2 separate regions of the Gossypium hirsutum genome follow, and region 2 is linked to region 1. The links are chromatin contacts, called in public Hi-C maps. All regions are on one chromosome and are shown on one strand. Each heading gives the region's core, a stretch centred on a gene start, on an enhancer-like site or on the middle of the called end of the contact. The rest is flanking DNA. Distances are from core to core; before and after follow the strand shown.

Region 1 (3,357 bases), core at 242-2,741:
TGCTCATTCGATAGGTATATACGTGTTTAAAAATTTACCCACGTTCTTTAGATATAGCTCCATTTCATATTTGAATTATTATGAAAACGTTCGATAATGATACTTTAAACACTTAATTGTAACATTTTAAAATTTTTAGACTAAGTTAAAATTTAATTCATAATTTAAAGATGTTTTGTGAAATTAATCCAAATCCATAGGAAAAGTAATCAAAAGTTTTTTTTAAAGAGAGAAAATATTAAAAAAAAGTGAATGGTAGAGAGAAAAATGAAAAGTAAAAAAAATGATGTATTCAATTGTATATTTTGCTATTTATTTTGTTTTTTTATATGATGCCTAAAATTATTTATAATCTTTCTCAAATTCTTAAATAGGAGTATAATACACTTCAGCGTACTCGAATTCACGTCTTTTTACACTAGCAAAAATGTCAATGCCAATTAAATTAAAACTCAATTGACATTTTATATTTGCTTTTCTATAAATGTTCTAAAATTTAAATTAAAAAAAATTAAATGACAGGACATTTCATATCTATCTGCTCTTTTTGATACAATGTCTAGAACTAGACATAATCTCTCTCTAACCCTTAAATATGAAGATAATGCGCTTCGACCAACTTGAATCCACGTTTGCATTGACAATAATATTGACACCGATACTAATTAAGCTAACACTCAATCGATAATACCAAGACATTATTTAATCATATACTGTAATTACATAACATTTCTTCCTCATTGATATCATTTATTTGACAACCATCATTACAATAATAGATTATAAAAAAGGAAAATAATTAATGAAAACAAATTTTAGATATTTAATTATTTAATTAAAAAAATATAATTCGATTATATATTTTTTTCTCTAAAAAGGAATTAAATTTTAACTAATAGTTAATGAGGCAAAAATTTTGATTAATTGCCCCAAGATCCTCCTAGATTTTAATTTTGCTTCAAATTTAATTTTTTAATTGAATTATTAAAGTATTAGTATCTTATCAATTAACCTCGTTCATCAGCTTAGTTATTACTTTAGTCATTAAATGCGAACTCAAACATCACATAAATATATTTAAAACACGTATTTATATTTATTGTCTTGACAATTTAATTATACTTTTAATAAAAATAGTCCGACATAATCCCTTTTTAAAAAAATTAAAACATGTTTGAAAAAAAGTTGTTTTCATTGTTTTTACTAAAAATACAAGGTAAAAGTGGAAATTATGAAAACAAAAGTTTTTAACTTTAAATAAATCGGCCTCATATAAATACAAAATATTTTTTTGAACAAATTTTTAAATATTAAATTCGATACCCTAATTTAAATCCAATAAATTAATTTTTTATTTTATTTCTCGTGTTTCTATTATAAAAGAATAATTACCAAACATTTTTTTTATATTTTCATAATTAAAAACAAATTTCTATTTCTATTTTTCAAACTTGTTTTTATTTAAAAAAATAAAAATTATTTTTTGCAAATGAAATTACCTGAAGAGTAGCCAACCATGTCAAGGTTTGATTGGCAGAGTTTCTCTGTTTTTTCTGCATATGTATGTATAGATGAATTTTATATTGCGTAATGTTTATGTATGTATTGACTAATTCATACATATATAGAAAAAAAGAAAAAGACTAATCCATACATATACAATCGAAAAAGTCAAAAATGGAGGAATACTTTTTTAAAAATTTATTTTTCTTACTCTTCAAATAAGCTTTGTTAGGGTTTCCCCTTTTCCCTTTGGCTTTTTTTCCCCTTCTCTTCTAGTCTGTTCTCTCCCTTATTTTCTTGTTCAGTTAATAGTACCTTTTGTTGTTGTTGTTTTTTTAGCTAAACTAGTTATTCTCAGTTCAAGTTCAGCTTTGAATTTCAGCACAGAACCAGAAAAAAAAAAAACACCCAAGGCTGGTTTTTTATTTTTTATTTTATGATTTACAGTCAATTATTTTGCTATTTAGTTTGTTTCTAGATTTGGGTTTTTGTTTTTTGGACAATTGTACTGAATAGTAGGTGAATATAGTGGAAAATCTTGTTGATTTATTTTTTCTTTTGAGAAGTTTGATTATATATAGCTTATAATTATCATTTTGGGTTACTTTTATCCGAGTTATTTGTGTATTTTTGGTTGACTCAGTGGACGAAATTGAAAGAGTGGAAAAAGTGGTTTGCTGTAAAAGGATAATACCAAAAAATTGTGTTTGGATGATGATATGGTTTAGCTGTGATCCATGGGCAGTAGAACGTTGAAAAATGGTGTAGAAAATAATAAAAAAGATTTATCAGCGATGCCGAGCTACGTTCCTTCAGTACCGACTTCAAATTCCAGGTATTTTAACACTGTTTTATGAGCATTTAGTTTACTTTTTGTATGAATTCATCAATTATTTATATGAGTTTGTAGTAAAGTAGAATTGGTTTGATTGATTGTAGGTATTTAATGAAGCAGTTTGAATTTATAATTTTCGATGAATCGAGAATTAACTTCGTTTTATGTTAGGTATAGGAATAAGAAAATATTAGTATTACTTAAGGGGTGAATCATGAAATTAATAGATTGTTCTTTTTGTCGTTTTATATTGGTCGATTTGTCATCCAAGGAAAGAATGGTATTATATTGACTGAAAGATTTGCATCGTGATATAGAACCATTAATTTTCTCCTCTGTAGGTGTTAAGGTTGTATGGATATGTTCAATAGTTACCTGTCTCTGATTGCACTTCGAGTTTGCAATTCTAAGATGGGCGAAGGAGAATTCATGGTTTTTTATGTTCATTATAAGTATAGGAGGGGGACAAGTCTGGGAGTTAATGTATTGTTTCGTTATCAGCTTGTCATATGTGGAAAGTATGTTGACCAAAAGGTTCTCATCATGTTTTAAAGCCTTTCCTTTATTTTCCCTTTGTAGGTGTTAAGGTTGTATGGTTATATTCAATAATTGCCCGTCTCTGAGTGCACTTCGAGTTTGCCATTTTGAGATAGGCGAAGGAGAATTTGTTACTTTTATGTTAGTTATAAGTATAGGAAGGAGACGAGTGTGGAAGTTAATATATTGTTTCGTTGTCAACTTGTCATATGTGGAAAGAATCATATATGTTGGCTGAAAGGTTCGCATCGTGATATAGAACCGTTATTATTCTCCTTTGTAGGTGTTAAGGTTGTATTATATTCAATAATTGCCTGTCTCTGAGTGCACTTCGAGTTTGCAATTCTAAGATGAGCGAAGCAGAATTCGTGGCTTTTTATGTTCGTTATAAGTATAGGAAGGGGATGAGTCTGGGAGTTAATATATTGTTTCGTTGTCAACTTGTCATATGTAGAAAGAATAGTATATGTTGACTGAAAGGT
Region 2 (3,357 bases), core at 238-2,737, 150 kb before region 1:
AATTAACTTGGCAGACAAGAACTTGATTATATGATCATGCAAACAGAAGATTAGATTAAAACAAGAGATTTAACTGCCTCAAAGTCATCTAATTTCATCTAGCACTACAAGTTTAAAGCAGTGACCAACATGAAACAATATAATAAAGAATTCTCAACAACTATTAATCTTTTCTTCTCCCTGATCAAATTTTCATCAATAATTTAACATCAAAATTATCAACAAAAAAAAAAAAGAACTTTACAAGTAAAACTTGATTATTTGATCATGCAAACACAAGATTCAGTTAAAACAATAGATTAAATCACCTCAAAGTCACTTAATTTCATAAAACACTACGAGTTTAAAGCAGTGATCCACATGAAACAACATAACTAAAAAAATTTCAACAATTATTCATCTTCTCTTTTTACTGATAAATTTTTCATTAATAATTTAACAGCAAAATTATTAAATAAGGAAAAAATTCACTTGACAAACAAAACTTGGGTTCGATTAAAATAAGAGATTAAATTGCCTCAAAGTCATCTAATTTCATCTAGCACTACTAATTTAAAGCAGTGATCAGCATGAAACAACGTAGTTAAAGAATTTTCTACAATTATTAATCTTTTCATTTTCCTAATCAATTTTTTTTCCAATAATAGAACCACAAATTTATCAAATAAGGGGAAAAAGAACATTGACAAACAAAACTCGATTATATGATCATGCAAACACAACATTAGATCAAAACAAGAGATTAAATTGCCTCAAAGTCATCTAATTTCATCTAGCACTTCTAATTTAAAGCGGTGATCAGCATGAAACAACGGAATTAAAGAATTTTCTAAAATTATTCATCTTTCATTTTCCTAATCATATTTTTCCAATAATAGAACATCAAACTTATCAAATAAGGGGGGAAAACTTTGACAAACAAAACTCGATTATATGATCATGCAAACAAAAGATTCGATTAAAACAAAAGATTATACTGCCTCAAATTCATCTAATTTCACCGAACACAACAAGCTTAAACCAGTGATTAACACGAAACAACATAATTAAAAAAATCAACAATTCCTCATCCTTTTCTCTCTCTTTTTTTTCATTTAAATTAGGAAAAAAAAAAGACGATCACAAACGCAAAACAAAGGGTAAAATAACACAAAATATAACAAAAATTTGAAAAATTAATTCCGTTTCGATTCACCGCGGCATGCAAAAAAAAAACACGGATTTGTATGATAATGATACCTACCGGATACGTTTTCAAAAAAATTGTAAAAATTTGTAGATAAAAAATTGAAAAAATAAACAAATAAATAAAGAGGATTTTCAACTGACCTTCGAGTTTCAGCCGATTCGTACAAAGCAGGGTAACCTGAGAAATTAAAAGGCAAAAAAAAAGAAAAAATAAAGAGAAAATAAAGAAGATCAGAGAAAAAGGTGGTGGTTTATTTAATTATTTATTATTTATTGTATTAATAAATGAAAATCCAGTGGAGACAGTGATGGGAGAAATTTTTGTATTTATAGACACTTACCTTCTTTTTTAAATAAAATAAATAAATATATAAAAAAAAACGGCACAGCATTGTGGTTATACATGTCAGGGGATACCCACCTAAGAGTAGGGTGTCCAGAACAAAGGGTTAAAATACCTGGGAGGTCCTTGTATTATATGAACTGAATCAAATTAGTCTTTCTTATTGTTAAATGGATCAATTTAGTCCCTATACTATTAAAAAGAATTAAATAAATCCAAATTGTAATAGAGTTAACATTTATTATATAAAAATATCATGGAAATTATTTTTCAACTACAGTTCAATTCTAAACAAAATATTGTATTTATAGAACCACAACAACTTTAAAAATATTAACTCTGGTAAACATTAAATGTTAACTCTATTCTAATTTAGCCTTATTTGATTCATTTTAATAGTATAGGGATTAAATTGATCCATTTAATGGTAAAGGGACTAGTTTGGTCAGACATTTATAATAGAGAGACCTCTCATGTACATTGACCGCAAAATAAGAGTTAATATACTATTTGATACTTAAGTTTGGCTTCAATATTCAATTTGGTATATGAGGTTTTTTTGTTCTAATTTGGTACCTGAGTTCAGCTTCAATGTTCACTTTGGTTCCAGAATTTTTTTCAATTTGATACTTCAAGATTTTTTTGTCTCAATTTAGTACTTGAGTTTGATTTCAATGTTAATTTTGGTACTAGAGTTTTTTTTTATTATTTGTCTCAAATCATGTTTTTCTATTAGAATATACGTGTTCAACATTAATTAGACCACGTAATTTCATTTGACTTTTGTACCAAATGAGACATTTTCTTATAAAAGAAAAGTCATGTCCAACCAGTCAAATTGATCAAATCAATTGACTCTAAATTTTTAAACTGAGTTTAGTTAATTTGATTTCAAAAATAGATGAATTTAATTGTATTAGGTCGGTTTCAGTTTTACAAAAATCAAACCTGAGCTAATCGAATTTGTCAACTTTAAATTATATTTTAAATACATTTACAATTTTATATAAAAACTCCTTACCACTTAAGCTACTCTTGGTTCTATGAACCATAGTTCGAACAATCATTCACAGCACACTGACATTTGACAGAGCACGAAAAATAAAATACCCACAAGGGAATAATACTTTCAATTGTTGGGGAGGATCAGTCGACTACTCAAAAAATAACATTTTAAAGAATTCTTTCAAAAAAAATTAATCTTTCGATACAGCCTCGTTGTAATAAAATAATTATTTTGACTTTTTTTTTTTCTAGAATATTATTGTATAGTTGATATTTGCAGGTCATGTGACTTTAGTTTGGATATAGATGTTCATTTCTGAATGGTTTATGTGTGATGTTGTGAATGCTTGTATGTAGCTTTGTGTTGGATTTGATGTTTTGTTTTGTTATTTTCTAAACTTAGTGTTATTCTTGTTTTGGACTTTATCTATTTGCCTAACTCGTATTGGATTTTCTAATTTGGATTTTGTACTTTGTGTTGCACTTTCAATTTCTACTTTGTGTTTTATTGGTTAATCTAATCCGTGGTAGATTGTCGATTAGTGTAATTTTCTTTTAAAAGCTAATGAAATGATTGAAAATATATTAATTTTGTTAATTTTCAGGTTTATAGACTGAATCGATTAATTGTTCACCCCATATTTAAGAGGTTCATAAAGGAATAAAATATTTCATTAAATATCAATTTAGAAAAAAAAATTATTTATTACATTTTTAAATTATAATTTATATAACTTTAATTTCAATTAGAATTATAATTCAATTAGAATTATTCATTATAAATACTTTTATAATTAATATAATTGTATTGGATTTTCTAA

What was found. Hi-C and Micro-C count contacts between places; a contact is called where the count stands out from the background.
Region 2: a Hi-C map of leaf shows a contact between it and region 1, with 1.7 times the contacts expected there. The contact joins the promoter of LOC107942590 here to the promoter of LOC121209487 in region 1. A contact is called at or near these places in 3 of 34 Hi-C or Micro-C datasets (all in leaf).

Annotation. Positions count from the first base shown.
Region 1 is chrA11:120,985,269-120,988,625 of Gossypium_hirsutum_v2.1, reverse strand. LOC121209487 (transcription factor TGA2.3) reads left to right here and starts at 1,491. Exons shown (of 12, transcript XM_041080201.1): 1 at 1,491-1,524; 2 at 2,147-2,338. The coding sequence starts at 2,241.
Region 2 is chrA11:121,140,039-121,143,395 of Gossypium_hirsutum_v2.1, reverse strand. LOC107942590 reads right to left here and starts at 1,487. Exons shown (of 8, transcript XM_041080215.1): 1 at 1,330-1,487.